Regions from separate parts of the Zea mays genome. Here region 2 is linked to region 1. A link is a contact called in public Hi-C data. All regions are on one chromosome and are shown on one strand. Each heading gives the region's core, a stretch centred on a gene start, on an enhancer-like site or on the middle of the called end of the contact. The rest is flanking DNA. Distances are from core to core; before and after follow the strand shown.

Region 1 (4,753 bases), core at 1,482-3,981:
AAAGGACTCTGTTTAGAGCTCTTTCTAGCGTCCGCAGTCCGCACCTAGGGGTGGATAACGAGTCAGCTCGGCTCGTCCGAGTTCGAGCTGGCTCGTTAAGCTGACGAGCCAGCTCGGCTCGGCTCGTTAAGATAACGAGCCACAGAGTCAGCTCGGCTCGGCTCGTTTATGAACTCGAGCTGGCTCGTTTAGCTCGCGAGCCAGAGCAGAAAAAAATAATATATACATAATAATTATTTTTAGTTAATTTCAAACTAATTTAACAATAGAATAGTAATTATACTCATAGTTTTACAAACCGCGTCAATGTAACACCAAATTAGCACAATTCATCACTAATTAATTCACAATTCACATACATGTTCATCAGTTTAACCCATAATTATATTTGCATAGACCAAATTAACACATAGACATAGTTCATTATTCATTAGTTTAATTCATAGGCCATAGACACCTCACATATATAACATGTTCATCAATTATTATGTAAATGATATGCATATAGTTCCATTTTGCTGGAATATGGTAGCTCGTTTAGCTCGCGAGCTGGCTCGTTAACGAACCGAGCTAGAATATCAACTCAGTTCGTGAAAAAAATTCAAACGAACCAATCCGACCATAAACTGAGCGAGCCAGCGAGCATTTCGTCCAGCGCTATCCGCACCCTTCTCTTTCTCTCAGCCATACTTTGCCTCCGTCCGTGCTTTGACAGTTTACACTCCCCACGCTGAAAACCTTTCCATGTGGGTTTGCAGTACAAATAATTTCAAGCAACATCAAATTCTTTGGCTTGTTTCCAACAGGCGGCTGGCAGCATGATTTTGCTTTACAGCTAGAGCAGAAAACAAAATCAGGAGCCAAAAGGCACAGCTCAACAGCTATTAGATCACAAGTCACAAGTGCGCACACCATAGATGCGACGTGAGACCAAGAAAGACGCACAGCATCACGATACGTTCAAGATGAACACACATGGTTACATACATACGCCAGAAGAATTAATTAAGTTGCAACAGAGGAGATCATAACAGGGGATTACACTGACTTTCTCGACTGGCCGTGCCGTGAGAAAAAACAACCGGCAGCTCAACCAGGAGATTAGCACGTACGTTTACTTCTGCATCACAACACAGCCGCCATGGCCGATGTCTAAAATGCCATCGATCCACCGCAGCTGCAAACCCCAAATCGAAAATTACACAGAGCTATCACTGACTGAACCTTGCTGCTGCTGCTGCTGCTACTACTAAAATACTAGTTGTAGTTGATCGTTCATGAGAGGATGGAATCCCAGTCGATCTCCCAGGACGGGTACTTGCGCAGGTGGAAGGCCTCCGTTTCGTCCCACGGCGCCTCGGTGAAGTCCAGCTTCGCCATCTCCGGCACGGGCGGCGCCTGCGTCGGGGAAGGAGGGGAGCCGGCGGAGGCCGAGTCCTCATCCCCCTCCGTCGACGCTGAGCACTTGGGGGAGTCCGGCAGGGACGCGGCCGACTCGTCGCTGGACGAGCTGTTCTTGGACCCCGCCAGGGACTGGCAGATGGCGGTGAGCTTGGCGTCCACGGAGGCGTGGAGCGGGCCGGCGAGGCGCGCGCCGCCGCCGCGGCGGAGGGACGGGAAGTTGAGGCGCGCCGTGTCGCCGCGGAGGCGGAAGGCCGCCTCGTCGTAGGCCAGCGCCGCGCCCTCGGCGGTGTCGAAGGTGCCGAGCCACAGCCGCGTGCGGTTCTTGGGGAGGCGGATCTCCGCCACCCACTTGCCCCAGTGGCGCTGGCGCACGCCGCGGTACAGCTTCGACTGCGCCGGCGGCGACCCGGACTGCTTCATCGGCTGCGCCCGCGGGCCCAGGAACGCCGCGTGCAGGCCCCTCTGCTGCTGGTGCTGGAACATGAGCTGGGCCTGGATCTGCTGGATCTGGGCCGGGCCGAGCTGGTTCAGGCCCATCGGCCCAGCCACGCCCGACGCCGTCGAAGCCGCGTAAGGCGACGAGTAGAGTGGCGGAAGCTGCGAGAAAGGCGAGGAGGTGGGGGTGGGAAGAGGCGAGGTGGTGTAGGAGGAGGGTGTAGGCATGTAAGAATCTGGGGCCAACGAGTAGCGATGGTAGGGGGAGGAAGCACTCGTTATAAAAGGCTCGAGTGCTTTCGCGAGCTCCTGATCCGAGGGGGACGAGGAGGCGATAAGGTGTGCGCTGGTATTGCAGTACTTGTACATGTCTATGGCTGCGGCCATTGGAACTACTAGATGGAGAAAGCTTGGATGGAGCTAGAAGAAGAGGCTGGGCAGAACTTAAAACGGGAAGAAATAAAAGGAGCTTGTTTATGAAAACAGGGGTAGGAAAAAGTTTGGAAATCAGCCCTGTTCCTCAATAAAAGTAGAGAAACGAGGGTGTGTTTGTGCAGAGAAAAAAAAAAGAAGCGGTGAGAATCCAGAAGAGAAAAAAGGTTCTCTGGATCTCTGCTCCTCCTAGGAGAGGTGTGATGAGGTGAGAAAAAAAAATCCTAACCCAAGAACACGCTTCCTTTGAGGATTCTAATAAACCCAAAAGAAGAGCCTCTTGAACCGGACCTTTCTTGTGCTGCGCGTCCCTGCTGCTAAAAGAACCAGAGAGTTCAGAGAACGAACCTGCGTTGCTGCGCCTCGGTTGATTTTTTTTGCTCGGATCGCTCAAACCTCACCGTGGAGTTGGGATGGGATGTGGCTTGTTGTTCTTGTGGGGGGGTGGGGTTGAGTTGAGGCGCCTCTCTGGGGAAGAAAGGTCTCTCGGCCAGGCCTTTATATAGTGCCACTGCCAGGCTTGAGGCCGTGCACGCGAAGCCAAGCGGGCATCTCTTCCTCGCCGTTGTTTGCGATTTCTTCTGCTGGGTGGATTAGCACAAAATGATTCGATTAATCAACTAAACAATGATGCTCGAAAAAATATATTAAATGCAATTTGGAAGCAGGCCTGTTGCTCTCGTCTCGTGTCCATGGCGTCATCCTTCCCGCGCGAATGCCAAGTCGCAGCCAGTCCTTATCCGCCACGTGTGCGCCTTGTCTCGTGTGATCGGGAGCGTAGTGGGCTGGATTGACTTGCCAATGGTGGCGCCCTTTGTCCTCTGGAATTTGCCTTTTGGATTGCACCAAGAGCTAGATGCGGAAGAACTTCGTTCCACTACATCCATTCTTTTTTTTAATCATGGAAACGTGACATGTGAGTTTGATAAGATTTCAAATTTGCAAAATAGTCATTTTGGTCCCTCGTTTATCGTGTGAGACTCAATTTCGTCCCTTGATAATTGCTGTTTCAGTCCTTAAACTTCGGTTTTAGGTTTATGCATGAACTACCAAAGTGAAAATACTAAATTGACATCCAGCTTGATGGTTTGCGGATAAATCTAAGCCTAAAGTGCATAGTTTGAGGATTGAAAGAGCCATTTTAATAGTTATAAGGCAGAACCTAGTTCAAAAGGCATCTTCAAGAGACTCTTTATTTTTAGCACTCTATTTTACTCTTTATTTATCCTTTTATAAAGATTACATTATATATGTAGCATCTCTCTCCAACAGATTATCTATCTCGTTTTGCTAGCCAGGTGACTAGTGAGAGTTATTTTACTGTTAAGTAGTTAAAATTTGGCTTGGCGAACTATTTAACTATCTTGTTTTGCTCTCCCATTTATGTTGGGCACAAGTGTGATGGAGCTGGTGACGCTTCTGAATTCGTGTAGCAGAAACAAAGGTGAGTTTTGAACGTTCTGGATCCAGGAGAGCCGATAGAGGTCGTGGGTACCATTGATTTGGACCTTAATAAAGGACAAATTTGAATCGTACCTCTTCAATTATATATCGCCCATTGTAGGTCCTGCTACCGGCAACTGTACGATTGGTGAGTTTTTTTTTATTTATATTGGTCAATCATTGTTCCAGAAGTCTACGTAGCCACGTGATAAGGTTGTTTCGTCAAAACTATTTTTTGTGAGAAAAAAACACACACACACACATGAGGAACAAAAAAACCATTCAATTGTTGGACAGCAACAGAGCAAGAAAATAAGGCCGGGTGGAGGGAAAAAATTCAAAGCGTGGTAGCTCCCCTCCATCCAATTGATTTGCAAGTGGACCGAGGACCAGGTCATCACTAACGACGTGTGGTTCTGGATGCTCCACCATGCCATGCCATGCCGATGGTGATGTTGGAGCCGTTCTACGTATTAATTAAGGGCCCGTTTGGGAGGACTCCAGTTCCTCTAAAAATGGCTCCGGTTCGGGCTTTTCTAAAGAATTAGCTTCTTTGCAGGAGCCCGTACATTTTACAAATGGTTTGGCAAAACGGCTCCTCCAAATAGCACCACACTGAACAGCAGAGAGCTCCAGCTCCTGTGCAAACTGTGCAGACTGCAGAGCCGACATCGCCACCAGTGGACAGCTCCTGTGCAAACTGTGCAAGCGTGGTAGTCGTCTTTTTTTCACTAGAAAAAAAAAAACTTGACCTCAGATGCAGCACATCGTGCTAGGATGCTTCAAGCGGAGCTGCGGAGGACAATGCTTCACTTGAACAACCGGGTCAATAACCAGGTCATCAGGAACGCAAATGCGTGTTGGTCACATTGATGCGCCGCCGGTGAGGCGCGATGGCAACGTCCTTGCCCGATGCACATCCGGACATTTTCGACTCGTTTTTTTATTATTTTAATTTGTGTCGGAGAACTGCTCCTGCTGCCCGATGCGCTCTGCAACCTATACCGACGACGACAGAAACTCGCTACCGGAAGGAACT
Region 2 (4,753 bases), core at 1,050-3,549, 370 kb after region 1:
CTTCGATTTTTTTTATATATAAAATAACAGCTCACGATATGCAAATCGAACAGGAGCAATATGATAGTACCGTGACGGCAGAAACAAAAGAGGGTGTCGTGATGCAGACGCACATGTATTAGTATACTAACATCAACCAGCAGGTGTTCTTACCTGCAAATCATGTAGTCAGGCCGGTAAGGCTCCCTCCAAAACAACAGTTCGAGCCGGCCAGTGTAGCTTATCCATTGCTTCCGGTAACCTCCTACCTGTAACTTTCAGCTTCTTCTTTTTTCAATTAAATGATGGCACGCTGTATCAACTAGGCTGTCACGTCGAACAATTAGGATGTCTGAATATTTCTGACAGTGATGAACTAATGAACCGAGGGAAAAAAGAAGAAGATAAGTTTAGGAGGAGAATTGGAAATAGGCGCCTTGGAATATTTGATATCTTGCTTCCTCGAAATATTCCTCAGGCTACTTCGCTTGCCACACATTGCATCCCTCTATCTATCATTGCTTGCAGAGGCGAAAACAGTAGTTGCACGGAATCTAGAGCTACCTCCACTACACGAACACGAGTCACGACACAGCTCCTTTCTACTAACACTTAAAAAAAAACCTTTGGTGTAACAGGAAAAATCGGAAGCTTATATGTCCTGTTTGTTTCAGCTTTTTCCAGATTCTAGTCATCAAAATCTGCTGCAGATTGTTAACATATAGGATTTTGAATCACTTTAATCAAAACTATCCAAAATCAACGTAAACACAGATCAGTCGAGTCGTTATGATAGTGGAAACTGTCACTTTCTATACTCTAAACCTTGTAGATTCTTTTATGTTTCTCCGTACGTAACAGATTCTTCCAACAGAAAAGCTCTTCCGAAATAAAAATAAAACCAAACATACCTATGTTGATTGATTTGCTGTAAATTGCAGGTGGCAGCATAATCGAAGCCGAGAAATGCAATTGGCGCCATCGCACTATTACTCTGCAGTTCTTCCAGCATGTGCTTAATTTTTCTCGAAGAAAAACTTGAACTGTCACCGTCACCACCAGTCCACCACCACCACCACTGAATATTTGGTAGCAAATGCGTCAACGATTCAGCTGAAAATTTTTAGCCCTTGTATAGAAAACCCAATTTTCTTTTAAAAAAATTGTATCGATGTGTGTTGGGTTTAGTACCATCAGTCCATGAGGACGTCGTCTGCCAATCATTTTTGTCCCGCACAATTATCATGCCTTAGCTGTCCTCACAATATCCTTCTTTTTTTAGACCGGATTATACTCCGTGTGCTGTTTAGTCGTTCTATTTTACAAAACTGCTGATTCTTTTTCGCCTGGAAATTCATTTGAGTGCCGCGTTCCTTGGACTATTATTTTTGCATGTGCCTGTGACTTCGTGCAGATCATTGCCAGGAAAACTGGATGTTAAGCCGTTCCGGTTGGTGTGCAAGAGAAAGTACACCGCGTGATCACCAAATGGCGGTAACTCTATCTATGCGTTGGTTGCCTGGAATAATAGTGGCCAGCTAATGATAATCCATTCCCCAGTGGAATGCAGATGTCGATTGGATGATTGGCCTTCGGCCAGCCAGGAAAAATACACTGTGCTCGTCATGCTACTCAAGGGGACCTGAGGCGTTCGGATCAGGGGGCGTGTGGTGGTTCTGAAGATTGAAATTAAGGAGCAGTCTGCAGTCGTGTGATCAAGAACGATTTGCTTTTTTTTTTTACCATTTCAATTTTCAAGGTATCTAGACTAATCTTCTTGAGTCAGCATAAGACGAGAATAAAATACAGTCTTAAATAAAACCTAGTCGGCAGTATGCAGGTCTGAAACTTTCTCCCAGAGCAATGCGTCATTGGATTGTCGTGCATGTTTGTTTGACTGTTTATTTTGAAATGGAAAACAAGTTCGGCCTGTTTCCACATAGGATGCCAAAAAGCCATGACTACGGTCTACGGCAGCAGTACAGAACAGGGAAGAAGGCGACGAGACCCAGGGCGGTCAAAACGCCAGAGATAGAAGCCATCGCCGACGTCGAATCCCGGCCGGCGGTCTGTTTCCTCCTCCTCCTGCTGCTGCTGACTGCCCGCCTCGCGCCGCGCATAGAATCCCTCGCTCTGCCTCGCCCTCGGCCTCGGCATCGCCACTCGCTTTCACGCTCCATCATCACCAATGGCTCGATGCCAAAACCGCAATTAAAAATTTCGGCTTGGGCGTATCCGTCAATACACCGAGAGGAGGAAGCCTGCCCACTACCGCGTATCTCTCTCCTCCCTGGCTCTCATCCCCCCACCGAGTCGTCGCCCCCTCGCTTTCACCCCACGCGGAAGCAAGAATTCGTCGTCAAATTCCCAGCTTGCGCGTGTTTCTGTGGATTTCTTCCCGCTTCCCTGCTCCTGCCTCCTATGGGCCTTTGATCCGGGGCTTCGTGGATCTTGGGAAGAGGAGGTGCGGTGGGCGCCTCGGCGGCGATCTGGCGGGGAGGATATGGCCAGCGGGAAGGAGCCGATCGAGGTCAGGTTTCGTCTCTTCGACGGCACGGATATCGGGCCTACGAAGTACGATCCCTCCACCACGGTCTCCTCGCTCAAGGAGTTCATCCTCGCTCGGTGGCCGCAAGGTGAGGCACTGATGAGGCTTGTTGATTTGGTAGCGTACACGCCTGTGCCGTCCCGATCTGCTGACAAGCTACGGACGCTTTTGTAATTTAGGTGCAGGGGTATTCCCCGTGTCACGAGTTTCTTGGATCATGTATTGCTAATTGCTTCTTTTGCGCTTTGTGCTCATGTCTCACGAGTGCGAGTCTTTCTCCTACCTCATGTTATTTTGCTTGTGGCGAATGGCTGCTCGTGGTATCCTTGATTTGCTTTTGTTTTCTGGATGCATGGACAGTTGAGTAGTGGGAAACTATGCTTCAATTTTCTTTTTCAGCCTAGTCCTAGAGCTGGCTATGCTTATTCAATTAGTATTAGCTTCAGCATTATGCTTCTAGTGGCTATGCCATATTCACTGATTAGGGCCTGTTTGGATGCTTCAACTATCCCTCCTTAACATACTCACTAAAAGATTCTCTCCTCTATATCTCATTCTTATCCAACATCTTCTATATCTCATCCTCCACAAATTAAATACACACATTAAAGACATATTTTATTCTAGATTTTTTACGTACCTATTTATTATACCCTTAAATAGATAGATGAGAAGAGATGAGAGTCTCTCTATATATAGAGAGGATGGAAGAGGACACCGGTGAAGCATATAGAGGAGGAAATCTTCTCTAGGGGACGCTCTACAGACTCCCGCTGGAGTCAGTCTAAGCTAGGGCTAGTTACTTGTTGGGCTAAAAACTGTCTAACTAGTTAATCAACAGCTAGTTGGAAATTTGGCTAAAAATTTAACTCAACTATTAGCTCTCCTGTTTGGATGCACAAGAGCTAACTTTTAGCTAGCTAGTAGTTAGCTAGCTTCGTTAGTATCCTATGATTGCATATTGGTTTTTTAGCTTAAAAGAAGTAACCTGTAACTGGCTATGCCATATTCTATTTTCTTTTTGGTGTATACAGAATCCTAGAACTGGCTGTGCCATATTAGCAGTTAGTGGATACTTTCCGTTCTTACTTTATGTGGTATGGAGTCTTCAACTGTGAATGTCAATTGCCAATTTGTGGCAGAAGAGGGAAAGAGCACAACTTTGGAAACAGTATATATCACACACCATAGGTGGAACTGATGGAAACAAAGGTCACCTCTTTTGTTTGCTATAAAAGAAGCAAAGTGCACAAGACCATATTAATAACTGTGGACCTTTTAAGTGATTACTTACTCTCTTCTAATCTGTAAAGGGAGTTATTATAACACTGTGGAAAGGTTTTGACATTCATCTGTTAGGTAACATGAGTTTCTCTGCAGAAGTGCAACAGCTCAACCTTTCACCATGAACATTGTGATTGACAATTTGGCCTAGATGTGATTTGTTTGTCCTATTAGATGAGGGCAAACAATTCATTCTGAATTCTTAACTGTCTGGTGTTCAAGTGAAACCATTTGGACATATGTGCTGTTTATGAATTTAACCTTGGGCTGTATTAAATATAATAGCGGAGAGAAATGATTTGGATGTCAGCTCACTTTTAAGCATATTTGTCAGCAAGCCATACTAGGCTCTAGTTCTGTGGCACATGAAAGTACTGAGAAAACATTGTGTAAGCACTAAGCAGCAGATTGATTTATACTGTTTCACTTGAACAGTCAGAGCATCTTTTGAAAGCCAGCATAAGTCATTTTAAAATATCTTCAAAAATAATTAGTTGCTCTTGTACAATCCAATGATTTATCTATACTGGATTTGGTTAGAGAAAGCCAGTCTTTTTGAACAAATACTCCGTATGTTAGTAGCGGGAGGTCTCTGATTCTCCCACTTGAAGGAACTTTGCGTAGCATGACTTCATGATAATTTTTATGAGGTGTTCCCACATGAGAACTGAACTAGATCAAGTAAAAATTCGAGCCTTTCTAGCTGAATCAACATCTGCAGAGTGGAAACTATATTGACGCTTTTGCCTGCATTCACAACATAAGCAGTGTGTACTTGCACATGCCTGGGTGTGTTCAAACACATCAAGAACATGATTTATTCCTTTTTTGTCATTTATTTGAAGGGTGCCTGCATCTAATCTGCTAGCTTTGTCAGTTTCTCAATTCTGCATTTCAAATCAAACTGGGAATTGTGCAAGAGCACATTGTATTTTCTGTTCC

What was found. A called contact is a pair of places that touch in the nucleus more often than the background predicts.
Region 2: a contact with region 1 is called in a Hi-C map of tassel, with 2.2 times the contacts expected there. The contact joins the promoter of LOC100193576 here to the promoter of LOC100502435 in region 1. A contact is called at or near these places in 3 of 25 Hi-C or Micro-C datasets (endosperm, leaf and tassel).

Annotation. Positions count from the first base shown.
Region 1 is chr4:185,990,997-185,995,749 of Zm-B73-REFERENCE-NAM-5.0, forward strand. It overlaps LOC100502435 (putative AP2/EREBP transcription factor superfamily protein), which reads right to left and starts at 2,732. Exons shown (of 1, transcript NM_001196913.1): 1 at 982-2,732. The coding sequence starts at 2,226. The coding sequence ends at 1,276.
Region 2 is chr4:186,358,200-186,362,952 of Zm-B73-REFERENCE-NAM-5.0, forward strand. LOC100193576 reads left to right here and starts at 2,300. Exons shown (of 2, transcript NM_001138684.1): 1 at 2,300-2,615. The coding sequence starts at 2,483.